Linked DNA regions of Zea mays: region 2 is linked to region 1. A link is a contact called in public Hi-C data. All regions are on one chromosome and are shown on one strand. The core of a region is the stretch at or near the end of the contact, and the rest is flanking DNA. Distances in the headings are between cores, read along the strand shown.

The links. Hi-C and Micro-C count contacts between places; a contact is called where the count stands out from the background.
Region 2: a contact with region 1 is called in a Hi-C map of ear, with 2.2 times the contacts expected there. The contact joins the promoter of LOC103651400 here to the promoter of LOC100277261 in region 1. A contact is called at or near these places in 2 of 25 Hi-C or Micro-C datasets (ear and leaf).

What each region holds. Positions count from the first base shown.
Region 1 is chr3:217,350,534-217,357,583 of Zm-B73-REFERENCE-NAM-5.0, forward strand. It overlaps LOC100277261 (50S ribosomal protein L12, chloroplastic), which reads right to left and starts at 2,609. Exons shown (of 1, transcript XM_008677031.4): 1 at 1,633-2,609. The coding sequence starts at 2,456. The coding sequence ends at 1,905. It overlaps LOC103651397 (a long non-coding RNA gene), which reads left to right and starts at 3,229. Exons shown (of 3, transcript XR_002268220.3): 1 at 3,229-3,446; 2 at 4,393-5,812; 3 at 5,965-6,219.
Region 2 is chr3:217,491,943-217,498,992 of Zm-B73-REFERENCE-NAM-5.0, forward strand. It overlaps LOC103651400 (putative exosome complex component rrp40), which reads right to left and starts at 2,562. Exons shown (of 10, transcript NM_001301497.2): 1 at 2,192-2,562; 2 at 1,982-2,084; 3 at 1,815-1,889; 4 at 1,612-1,698; 5 at 802-858. The coding sequence starts at 2,029.

The DNA.
Region 1 (7,050 bases), core at 1,359-3,858:
ATACAAAGAATGTCATTCCACAAAACCGACCAATAAAAAACAAAGCAAAGACCAACTAAATCGGCCTAAAAGGTAGCGCAACCAAGATCGTCCGATCATATTCCTCCATAAAGGCATGGTGTTTCCCAATCTATCCATCCTCGATACGTTGTCCTACTCAAGTGTGGCTTGGTACAATGATGAATCTGTATGACTGGCCTAATCCGTTTGCCTATTCGGGTTGGAGGCCATCACAAGTTTTTGCTTATTGACATGTTGGTCAGGCAGACATGGCCAAAGAAGATACAATCCGAAACGGTTTCTATGCATCAAAGTTGTATCAAATATTTATATTATCTAATTACAAGCCGATGACTTGCGTCCAACTGAGTCCTTACTTCGGGAACAAAATAACTCATGAGATCTATTATTTTCAAAGTACGTTGATGCTTTTGGTTCGCCAAGCTCCACCAAAAGACCAAAAGACAGGGGGCATGTGTTAAACACCAAAAGTGACGGACGGTTCGGCCCTAGGAATAAATGTAGCATAGTCCTAGTTATAGCTTTTCCAATATCTACCTTTATCTCTATTCGACTCTACGTCGTCTAGATCCGTCTTGGTGGTCTGCCGACTCTAAGACAACCCAAGGACCTTACCCCATCGGGGGCAAGATCCACTACACTCAAGTTCTTCTTAATTCAAGATCCGATTCTCTCAGAGTGAAATCGAGTGCTCTAGACGACTTTACGTAGTCTGGAGACGCTCTAGGTGACCTACTGACCCGGAGCACCCTAAGATCTCCCCTAGGGGACGAGATCTAGGTTCCTGCGAGGAGGAAGACGACCCGACGGCATCACAGACAGTCCGGACCCAGGCGTGGACCGTCCGGAAGCGTGCAGGAAAGGCGCTACTCCTGCGCTTATGTCGCAGACCGTCCGGCCCAGAGCCACGGATCGTCCGTACCGCGTAGAGAGCATCGCCAGACGGTTCATCTTCCAGTGTTTGACGTCCGGATCTGCGCCAACACATCCCAAATTCAAACAGACTAAGGGGGTGTTTAGTTTCTAGGGACTAATGTTTAGTCCCTTTATTTTATTCCTTTTTTGTGTATAAATTGCTAAATATAGAAACTAAAATAAAGTTTTAGTTTCTATATTTGGTAATTTTGGAACTAAAATGGAATAAAATCTAGGGACTAAACATTAGTCCCTAGAAACCAAACACCCCCTAACCTAGAACTAAGGCCTGGAGATATTCAGAACATCAGCAACTTACAGACAGTTCGTATGACAACCGGTTTCATGAATAACGGGGTACCACTAACGTTCAACCCCCAATTCAGCTGCTCATGTATTCTTCACTAAAAATGTTCTCTTAAGTGAAACTAGAATCTGATGAGAATCGATAAAGTGATGTGCGAAATGGTGTAATAGAACTGCAACTTGAACACTCAGTATGATTTCCACTCAACCCCCCTCCCACTATTTTCTCGAGTGATTTCTATTTTTACAAAGAAAAATGAACTAATATTTCTTGGGAAAATAAAAATCCCTTGAAAAAGTAGGGTTCACAAACTAGCTAACAGTATAAAAATGCACAATGGAAACCACTACAAAGACTGCTAGCAAAATGGCAAGGAACAGAACATGCACTTACAAGGAAAGCAAAATGTCCATTTGTCCACCATCATGAATTAATGATAGTGCCAAGAAGGCAAATACACATTACCAGTTTCGAGCAGATCACATTCACTGCCAATTCAAGGCAGAGATATATCACGCACATACAAGCTAGTGAATCGACACATACACAAATCTCATATCATGAAACAGCAATTCCTTACGAACAACAGTGGGGATACAAGAGATTGGGGATGCAAACAAAAGAAACTAAAGAAAAAAAAGGAGTACTCGTATACCTAGTGTCACGCGATAGACACCTTGGCGCCGACCTCCTCGAGCTGCTTCTTGGCGTCCTCGGCCTCGTCCTTGCTGACGGCCTCTTTGACCTTCTTGGGGAGACCCTCGATAAGGTCCTTGGCCTCCTTGAGCGCGAGGCTGGTGAGCGCGCGCACCACCTTGATAGTGGCGATACGCGCGCTGCTGGGCACCTCTTCGATCATCACGTCGAACTCCGTCTTCTCGACGGGGGCCTCCTCCTCGGCCGCGGCCCCGCCGCCCGCCCCGGGCGCCGCGACGACGGCGGCCGGCGCGAAGGCCGCGGCGGTGACGCCGAGCCGCTCCTGGAGGTGGTCGACGAGGCTGCGGGCCTCCTCGAGCGTGAGCCCGGCGATGGCGTCCCCGAGCTCCAGGATCTTGGGGGACTCGGTGGCGGTGCACGCGACGGCGACGGCGCGGCGGCCCCGGCGGATGTGGGGCGCGGCGTGGGAGGACCTCGGGAGCGAGGCGGCGGGGCACGGGGAGGTGGAGGGGCGGGAGAGGAGGGTGAAGGCGGAGGAGAGGGTGGTGGACGCCATGGCTAGCTCTTGGGAGCTCGTGCGTCGGGACTCAGAAGTGAGCAACAGCGGCGGGAGGACCGGAGGAGGCGGGGGATAAGATGAGGAGTGCGTGCGATGGGTGCCGTTGCGATAAGATGGGGAGAGTGATATACGAACGGTGCGAGTGGCAAACACCTACACTTTCCTTGCAAATTGCAATTGCATCTCTGGATTTGTAAAAGGAAGCACACACCATGATGATTTATTTTATCGAATTTTCACATGGGCAATTTAATATTTTTATAAACCACATTCTCTGGCTTGGAAATTAATCAAAGAATTCAAATAGTACCATTTGACGCGGCAAGTTGGACGTAAAATGAGATCTTCAAATTGGAAAGTACACGTGATGCCAATTTTTTTTCTCATAATACTTTTTTGTGTGAGTTGTCACTTCTTAGATTTGGAATACGTCATTTTATACAATTTTTACTGAATCACATTTGTGTATTTTTGTACACCTGTTTATTTCTCATCGGGGCAGAGGTGGATCCAGGATTACGATATAAGGGGGGTCGATCAATTCATCAATATTATATGATAAAAAAATATTGTATAATGTTATCAAGTTTAAGCACTCGATATGGAATAAAAATTCTAAATCTTTATGAATCTAAGTTATTAAAACCTGAAGCCGTTTGGAGCTCTCCCCGCGTTTCGCGGGCACTCGGCCGCGTGCTTGCCGACGCGTGCCCGACGGCTCGGACCCGAAAAAATACTCATTTTAGCTCTGAGAGGTAACGTGCGTCCATGCCCTCACACGTCATCTCTCTCACCGTGCACTGTCTCTATCCTCTCCCATCCACCTCCCTCCGCACACTCCGCCGCCTCACCTTCTCCCCCTCTCCCTCCCCGCCGCCGCGGTCCCCGCCGCCACGCTGTGGCCCTTCTTCGACGCCGTCTGCTCCGACACCGCCATCACCTTCGGCTCGCTCGTCGCGCTCCACGAGTACCTTTGAGAATTCGTCGGTTCGTCCTCACCCTCACTCTCCCTTCCCACCTCTCCCTCACACACGTCGTCTCTGCAGTCTGCACGCTGGATCTGCTGCCTCCCTACCACCACGCCCATGCTGACCTCGCCCTCCTCCCCAGCGCGCCCCTACCACCGCCTCCTCCTGATCGCGCACCTGTCACCGCCTCCACCCGACTCTGCCGCTAAGCGGGCGTCCCACCGGGTCGTGTTCGGCACCAAAGCGACTGGATGGGCTCGGCCCGGACCCCACTCCCGACCATGCGCTGCCGCCAGTCGATGAGCCGGTCAGTCGCCTTGGCGTACCGCTTCCTGCCCGACGCGTCGCGGTTGCCAGACCAGAGCGCCTCCGCCATGGCCGAGGCTCTCGGCCACACCCGGCCGTGCATGACGGTCTATCTCTGCATCTGAACTGCACTACAACTCTGCATACAGCCGTATCACTACCACCTTCACATATATAATTTTTTTCAGGTTAGATCAACAAATAGCTTCACATTCTGCAGCCCCTGTAGGAGTCCTCATACTAAAAATTTTCAGTGAAATTTATAAGTCTCACATATGTGCAATGCTGCATCAGAGTAAGAATTTACTGCAAAAGTCAGTTGTTCGAGGCAAAAAATTGACAGTCTTCATATGTAGTTTTGATCATTGTGAAGAGTATATATTGCAGTCATTGTACCATGGCACGGTGCCACGGTCTATAATACAGACAATTATCAAAAGTGGAGAGACTACAAATTAAACCCTTCCACCACATGATAAAGTTAGATTAGTATAGCCCTACAGGAGGCACTATACGGGAACATACCAAAGAACTCACATAAGGACATGATCAAAATATAGGGCCCGCTGAGGCATTTATGCAAACAGACCTCCGTCTAGCAACGGGAACTCCATAGTTTCATTGCTAAAATCTAGATCATCATACCAGTTATTCTGCAGTCCAGGTAGTACCATTGTATCATTGCACTGGATTAAATCGATGCTATTCAGTCCTATATCCCCGAAGGAGACGCCTTGAAGTTGATAGCCGGACAGTTCATCAGGTAGACAAGTCAAATCAGTGCTGCATAATATACTTGCCTCTTCTGAAGTAAGCAAAATATTTTAGTATAAGACAGGATAATTATCGATCATAAATACATATGCATGCTTATAATATAATTTCAGTTGATAGTAGCGATTGTTTGCAATAGATTTTATCGAAAAACAGACCATTCAGTAGTTATAGATTCTCTAATATGTCAGCCAAATGAACTAAGAATTCTGTCCAGATGAAAATAAAAGATTAAAGATGTTCTCAAAGACAAATAAAATATGTTCGTTGGGTCATTCACTGAAAAGTTTTCTGCTCCCAAAGCCAGCTATGGTGTGACAAAAAATATAGCAAGTAAATAGACTCCACTCTGCAGCGCTATAAAATCAGAAGACAAGATGATACGACCCAACATGTAATCTTGTTTGTTGCAGGTCTTTACTACGACTGCAACTTTGAAGTTTGGTATTCATATAATCAATAGGCTCAACAGTATGTCCCTTGTAAATGGTAGGATCAGAGTGCTTCTGCTATGTCATCTTCGACACTTCCTGGTGTTTGCAACAAACAAAGTGCTTCTATGCTGTGCAGTTCTTGTTTCTTACAAGTGGTGATGGTGGTAGTGGTCTGGTCTCTATGTGAGCATTGGTCTAGAGTATCGTGAAGCTATGCGGCTCTTCTTTCATGTTCAAGATGAAGTTCATGAAGCTTGGATCGAATCTGGATACCTTTAATGATGATGGCAATGAAATCAGATGATCGATCGCTTCTTTTAATTTGGCTTTTACCTTGTTTCTTTAATGTTGCCTTTGAATCCTTGTGTTGTTCTTAGAATCTGACTGATTTTTATTTATTTCAATTATAAATGGTATGATCTGACTAAGAAATTCCTAGACGCATTCTCCCTGATTGCTGTTACTGTTGATGGATACTAGATGATTATATAATATGTGGTAAAGTTTTCCCAATAAGCTCAGTTGTGCAGATCGTTTGTTTCTTCTTCTTAGTTAGAGTGAAATTATTTACTTTATGAATAACTAGATCCATATAGGATATAGTGATGTTATTTAGGATGGAGGGATTCTTATCGCTCTTTGGTGCTTCTCCCTATAATCAGTGCTGAATAACTAGATCCATAGTGCTGATAAATTTTTGGTGCTTCTCCCTATAATCAGTAATAGCATACTAAAAGTACCTTTGAACTAGAAACCTTATGATATTATTTTTCCACAATAAATTCTTGGTGCTACTCCCTGTATATCAGAGGTTATAATCACTCCTGAGCACAACGAAGAAGGGATTTACACGATCAGATTCTACATTCAGGTATTTATTGTTTAAACCATTTGACCAGTAAGTTTGAGGCTGCTTCTCATGAAACATTTCCTATAAGCTTTATGAAACATCTGTTGATAAAACTTTGTTTCTTAACATGTCCAGCGAAGCTTTCTTTCTTAACATGTTGCTATTGTGTCCAGCGAAGATGCAGGCTATCTCCTGCTAATGTTGCTGCCGAAGAAATGAACTTCTTACTTTTATGTAGAGGCAACACTTACTAATATGATGCTCGAATTTGCAATGAATGATGTGTGTGTGTGCTATTTTCGGACCACTGGTATTTAAAACTGACAACCATGAAATTTTGGTACACATGAATCCCAAGCAATTTGTGTAACATATGGCTAAACAAAACATTGATGCTTGATTTGTGATCCAGCTGATTTTGATGTCAATTTATTATACATGTATATATCTTTGCAATAACTTCTTATGTATATGGTTATATTGCAAATACTATTGTCTCTTTACTGTCTCCTGATAGGGCGCCCGAATGGGTGCCTCCTCTTCTAGTTATCTTAGTTCTGAGAGTTCCCTTTGACCCGGGAACAGGATCTGGATGTCGCCTAGAGGGGGGTGAATAGGCGAATAAAACTTATTACTTTAAAACTTAAATTCTTACTCTACTCGAAGACTTAATACGCAGTGGAGTGAGAAGACTCTTCGAGTAGGTTGCAGCGGAATCGGAGATCCTGTCTCAAAATGTCCTGCACTTCAAATAAAACTTATACCACGGATAAGTATTGAAGTGCAGATATAATATCGAGTAAGACAGAGAGTCAGGATACAATACAGAGCACACAGACGCAAGGATTTATCCCGAGGTTCGGCCAAGCCTGAAATGCTTGCCAAGTCCTCGTTGGAGTTAGCCACACCTGGGCTTGGAGTCTATTTCAACTCCTTCCTCCGTTTGCTCAGATCTGTCAGTATGACAGATAGAGCCTTTCAGTATTGAGTTGGGTTACAACAACACCGTGGCTGCTTACAAACTTCTTGGCAGCACCTCGGTAGAGTAACGATACGCTCAAGACCTTGCTCTAGCTCTTAGCAGCACTTCTCCTCTCTCTAAAGGCTTATAGCTGTGCTGATGTTCTCGCAGGGGGTTTGCCGCAAAAATCGCTCGTGCGCGCCGCTGCCCAGTCCATGCCGTCGTCGGCCAAGAAGGAAAGGAGCGCCTCCGCCCTGCTCCCAAACAAGAAACCTTCAAGACGGCGGGGACAAGTTCA
Region 2 (7,050 bases), core at 1,312-3,811, 140 kb after region 1:
TTTATACTAGAACTGTATGAAAAGGGTAATCAGCTGATCATCTTGCCACTACTACTCTACTAGGGACATTTGTCCTTTTTTTAGGAAGCTCAATTCCACATTGCTTCACCACCAAGCAAATCAAGCAATATTTCTGCCTCTTTCATGCAGTTTAATGCTATAGTAAAAAGAATTGTGTAGTTATGCTGTTGTAGTATTTCAGTTGGTAGTGATTGTCCAAGTTTCAATACTACCAGCTATTTTCCTTTCGTAAGGTGATTCTTTAAGACTGCCGCAATTGCAGATTCTAAACGAGATCAAACAGTTTTATGTAAGATCGCAATTACAAATCTTAAACATAAAGATTGGAAAAACGTATATTCTATTAACTAGGACTGTATAATCAAGACCCTGTCCCTGTGTCCTACAGGTTAGGCATGCTGTGGTTGAGGATGGTACTATTTGGTGCTTAGCTGGAGCATCAGCTCTTCAGGAGCTCCTCCTGCGACGGCCTGTAGGAGCCTAGTTTTTTTGCTGGTGGTAGTTTTTTCTCAATGTGTGTGGCACGTTGAGTTCATGTGAAAGGGGTTTTGGGACTGCTAGCCTTGTATTAGGGGTTTGGCAAGTCTTGTCTCTCCTATGTTTTTTCTACTTAATGAAATGACACGCAGCTCTCCTGCGTTTGTTCAAAAAAAAGATCATAAATATGTTGGACCATAAAACATAATTATAGTTTTGACAGCCATTATCCATGGTAGCCTCAGATAAATATCTAGAAACAAGTATCAACTCACATACTCCTGAATATAAATGTATACTTACGTCTGGTTTGGTGTCGACCACAATACCAAGAACGGTATCTTCTACAGAAGGTATATACTGTAAAAAAAAGAAGACCATGAACATGAATAAGTGACTGATCACTGCTGAATCACGATAAATAGGGAGGAACAGACTACACTATCCGCAGTCTCCCACGTTACGGTTAAGACAATATTAGGGAACCAGATCAGAACCTACCATGCTGATTAATTTCACATATGAAAACCAAAAAATCATTAAAATGGCAATAACATAGTCAATCGGTAAAAGATAAATGTGGCAATGACCACGTTCGGATGTAGATATTGGTGAACGGAATAGGGAATTAAAATCAGCTTTCCTAAATTTTGTTTTTTGATTGCACATGGAAATGAGATTTGGAATCAGAGACCTAATTCCCTGGAATTGGATTATGACTGGAAACTCCCTCTCCTAATATAGAGTCACCCCTCTTTATTCGTGGATATAGGCCACACAATTCCAAACTACAATACGGTGACATCGAAACAATAGAATTGAAATTGCATCTCATTTCAATACCATGGCTGATTCGGTATTCAACCCAGTTCAATTCCATGCCCTCCAATATCAACATGCAAACGGAGCATTAAGCATTAGTGATGGAACTTTCATTCCACTGATTCAACATACTCAGTTCACATTAGGCTAACATATTAGTTCAGGATTTTGCAGTTTTCCACAAAAAGGGACACATAATATGAATTATCTATTCAACCGACATCCTACAGCAGTGATAATAAAATACTTAACAAGTATCTTGACAAAGCGGCAGAGCCAAACCGAACTTACTCTTTTCTGTGAGTTTTCAATCCAATACTTGTTGGGTTTCAACTGCCGCAGCTTCCCAGCACTAGTCGCCTGGATGGTGTCACACTCCTACAAACCCCGTTTAATCACCAATAAGCCTCGTGCCCAAACAAACCCCATTAAACCCTAACCACTAAGTCTCACAAAAGACAACGGCTCCCACATTCCACCATGAATAGGCTTACCTGACGCAGACCCGCGCCGAGTTTAATGGTCTGGTTGTTCATCTCAGAGAGGTCCAGGACGACGTCACCAGGTACCTGACCATGGTGGGCAGTGTGAGGTGATGACCAGATCCGCACAGATAGTGCAAGTGAGAGATCAAAGTGCGGAATAGGGCTGGAAGATTTACCACGTAGTTGTCGACAAGAGGAGAGGATGCAGGCCTCCTCAACTCCATTGCAGCGAGGGTAGTAGCGCCGTGGATGGACTTGAGATTTGAGAACCACCTCCACCTATTTGAGATCAGTGAGACATCAACTGTAAAATATACATGCGAGCCTGCGAGGGACAGACAGTAGAAGCCTGGGATCTGTCCGGTACTCCGGTGGCCGGCTCCTACCTCGGAGAGTGCAGTGACGCTGACGCAGGGGCACTGGGCAGGGAGCCACGAACGCAAGGGCGGCAGGGACCAGGGTCGCTACTACTCGCTCCTCGCTGGCGGCGGCGGGTGGCGGCCGGGTGGCTGGGGCAGGGACGCAGGCGGCACCGCGGCAGGACGGGCCTGGACGGCAGGGTCGACGCCGGCGGTTGCTCGGTAGAGCCGTAGAGGAACTATGGAGAGGTCGGTGCTCGGCGGGTTGCTAATTTGCTATTGCTACTGGCGGCTGGTGGTGGCCGGCTGTCGGCCGAGAGAGATGGTGAGACTGACTCCGCGAGCGTGAGAGACTAGGGTTTCTGGGTAAATAAAGATGGATCATTGGGCCGGTCTCTGGTAAGCTGAAAATACATGTACTTTTAATTTTGGATATCTGCTAGGATCCGCGGGTGAAATATAAAAACTCGTACCCGATCCGATTTTATTACGGGTCAGGTACGAGTGAGACCAACAGGTTAAATTTCGTACCCGAATCTGACAGGTCGGATATCCGTGGATATCTGAACCCGCGGGTAAAATTGACACCGTTGTTTGCGCCTCAAATAGAGGTGTCAATGAATCCGATTTCGATTTCTATATATTAAACATGAGCGCAAAGATACCATCGATGCCGAGGTCGCGAGCGTTGAGGTGGCGAGGGCGTCAGAGGTCGCGGCCATGGCGAGGCTCAGGGCCGCCGTCGAGGCCGCGACGCTGGGTCGGGCTGCCGTGATGGCGCAGCAGACGTCTAGGTCTCTAGGAATGTGACGATCACAAATTCACAATGCCTTGTTGCTCCTCCCGCTCCTCCTCCAGCCAGTGGCGGCGTCTGGAAGCAGACTCTGCCACGTTTAGAGATGGCAATGGGTAAAAACCCGTTGGGTATTACTTGCCCAAACTCATACCCGCGAAGAAAAAATACGCCCGCTAAAAAATCCATACCCATAACGGGTATAAAATTTTGCCCAAGCCCATACCCATGCGGGTTTCGGGTACCCAACGGGTTTCCCATACCCACTAACATCAACATAAAAATAATTCATCATGTAAATGACAATCAATACATTAATAAGCTAGCATAAAGGAACAAGTGATAACTAATTTTAGCCTAAAATTTGTTACATGAAGTTTATTTGAATTAGAATATATTCAATTAATAATATTATGAGACATATTTATAAGGAATGTTAATTTTAAGGCGGGTTTTAAAAACTCATGGGTTTGCGGGTATGGGTAGTGGAAGAACAAACCCATGCCCACGTACCCCGTTGGGTTTCTATTTGAACCCATTAACAAACCTATGGGTAGAGAAATTGACCCAAACTCATACCCTAATAGAGCAAAAACCCATCGGGTTTCGGGTAGCGGGTACCCATTGCCATATCTAGCCACGTTTGCCAATAGCTTGGTCCACGCGCATGAGTTGTTCGATGTTACGTCGCAGTGGATTGCCAATGACTTTTGTCCATGCACAGGAGCTATTTGTTTGGGTAATCTGCTGTGCAACCTGGTTCGCTAAAAGTTCGTGAAGCTGCTACTTCAGATTTTTGGAACCTCTATATTTGTATCACCGAGCAAATATGGAGTAGAATCGTAGTTTATTCAGGACGTCGTAGTACCCCATGTGTCTTCTATTGAAATGTTGGTTTGTGAAGATCTTCAAGCCGGACATCGTAGTACCCCAATGTTTGGGGGGGGGTTTGTTAAGCGAGATTTATGGGGATACATGATATTTCTACGCGATTCGAGTAGTGGTGGCTTCAGCATCTTGAATGATATGCAACTCACAATAATTTGCTTTGATGGTTGTTCCTATTGACGTGGTGGAAAACCAGTTACCATTTACTATGCATGATGTTTTTATCATTGCTTGGATTATGTTCTTCTACATTACTAGCTGAATGCCCATGCGTTGCAACGGGAATATATAATACCAGTATACTACGATAACTTATATACAAAATGTGTGTTATACTGTTATGAGAAAATGTTTCAAAATTAATTTGTGATTCTGGCCATACATAAATTTTGTTATTTATAATCTATCTGTTTCACCACTACATTGCAACCATCAGTATCATGCTGACTTCGATATATGTCATGATTTGCATGGTCTCATCATTGGAGAGCACGTTTCACACATACCGGAAGAAATTCTCTCGTGCATCGTTTGTCATCAGACACGTACCACCATACGCTTTTGCTTAAACAAAAAGGCAAGTGTGTGTTTGCGAAGAAAATTAAAGGCAAGCCGGCACAAAAGCTACCCCAACGGTGGCGAGGATGACGAACTGGTTATTGTTGTCGGTCCTCCTCTGCATCACCTCTAGCGCCAAGATGACGCCACAATCCTCGATATAGTAGTCGTCGAACGCGCGCGACATACCGAGTACTGATGACTCTTGGCTGGGCTGTAAAACGAAGTGCACCCCGGGCTCATCAGCAAGGTAGTACCCCTGGCCGTTGCACCACCGGATGCGCTACTCCTCTACATACATCGTGTTCGAGGACACTCATGCAACGTCAGAAACGACCATCGTCTCAGCGCACAAGAATTCATGGCCAGTCAGTAGTGACTTACGTGGCAAGTTGGGCTTCAGGTGGACGATGAGTTGGACGACGTGATGGTGTTGTCGTCGAATGCGGTGCCCAGAACAACCCGAGAGTCGCCGACGTTGGCGACGACCACGAGGTCCCCCTGCTTGACGATGGATAGCGTGGAGCAGCCGCTGTGCACCGTGTCCAAGCGGCGGCGGCGCTGGAGCTTGTCGTACATAGCGGCACATGCGGCCACGTAGGACTTTTTCTAGAGGTCGAACTGGCAGTCGCCAAGTTTCTTCTTGTCGTCGATGAGCGACCCCAACGTGAGTGCCTCCTGCTAATGATGTTTGTTCGGGTTTCCAAGTAAGAAACATGGATTCATGTTTGGCGTTGGTTTATAAAATTGACTCACAAGTCAGATCCATGGAAAAATATTACGAAGAATAAATGTCACGCATACAAAAAAGGAATTTAAGTTGAAAACATTATTCAAACAAAAGAAATGGCATGCAAGGCTCTTCTTTAAATACTACTCCCTCTATCCAAAAATATAATTCAATAATCTCGGTGATACTTATCTACTACCACACATTGTGCAATGGTAGCAGGTGGACTTGGGGAGAGATTTAGTAGATGTGTTTTCTGTTATATATGTAGACATAAACACACATGTGGTTTAGTGGTAGCTACTGCTAGCATTTGTTTGAGAGGTTGTGGGTTCGAATCTCCTTCTGGACATGTGTGTTTTTTAAATTTTAGCTAGGCGTCGGCTGTACGGGGGAATGGGAATGGGCTTTGCGGGGAGGGAGAATGAGAATGATAGATATAGAATGGTGGCAGAACTTGGGAATGGACTGTGTGCGGGGAGGAGGGAATCGAAAAGGTAGAACACGGAATGGGCAGAACAGGGAATGACAGAACGCGGAATGGCCGACTAATATTGCAGCTTTAATAAGTAGTAGAGATTGCTCATAGTTGTGTAAGGTTTCCATGAAGTGTATTAAATGGGAGAAGTGGTTGCTAGGAGGATCTTTAGTTCTCTGCACTTAAGTTTAGTTGGTGTCACATCAGATATTTGAATGTCAATTACGAGTACTAAATATAGACTTTATTAGGCAGCTACCATCAGCTGCCTCAAAAGCCCACTGCAAACATGAAACTCACATGACTCGATTCTTAGGTTCTGACCAGTTCAATTGTCTTTTATAACTGTAGACATATTGAGCACAGACTCGCGCGAAACGCGAGCAATTTACTAGTACCATATAACCCGTGAGTTTGTTAGAGTTATTTTGCCAACTCTATTTTTCTAAGTAAAAATAAAAATAGAAATAACTCCAAATAATAGGATTACTAAACTAGCTTCCCCTATTTGGGTTAGGGAATGGGAATATTTTAGTCCTTATGGGTATAAATTTGGGAGAAATTATTCCATATTTAGTATATGGGTATTGGTATGGGAAAGTAGAACCTAATATTCATCCAGTAAAATTAGATATGTATTTCAAGGACAATAAACCCAACAATCGACCTTGCCTCTCCCAACCCTTTTAATCACTGATCCTCCCAACATCCCAACCCAGTCAACCAGCTGCCCAGCCCATCAATCCATGTGCACTTTACTTATGTTGATTTTGCATGGTTAAACATAGGGGTGAAAATAGGTCGGGTATACTCGTCGGGTATCAGATACGAATAGTATAAATACCCATTTTTGGATACAGATTCTGTATAATATAATTATAAAATCATAACTTTTACATATGAAATAGAATGAAGATAAAGTTTATATGAAAATTGTAGAGCTCGAAGAGATATATAACTTTATAGCACGTCACTTTTTTGTTTCAACACATCTTCAGGCTAAAATCATTGAAATAATGTCTAAATTTATATCAAATTAATAGACTTTACCATTTTTATGTGGGGACTTAGGTTATCTCTACGTGGGGACTTAACGTATTTTCTTAGGGCTAGTCTCGCAATATTATTGTAACACCCTGAATCTGGGGGTATAAAATTTCTTTCTAACTATCTACCAAATTCAGGTGTTACTCTTATATCTCTCTCTAGTTACTCTCTCTCTCTCTCTTTTCCTTTTGGGTAGATTTAGCTTAATTAGTGAGGGATTATTTATTTATTTTGTCAAAACAATATGAGTCATGAAATGTTGTATCATGTTGAGCTTAAATATTCTTTGTATTGTTGCACATGTTTGAATTAGTTTGAATTTGAAACTTGGTTTGAATTTGAATTAAAAACCCTAGAAAATAAAAAAGAAAAGAAATTAGAAATTCCTTGGA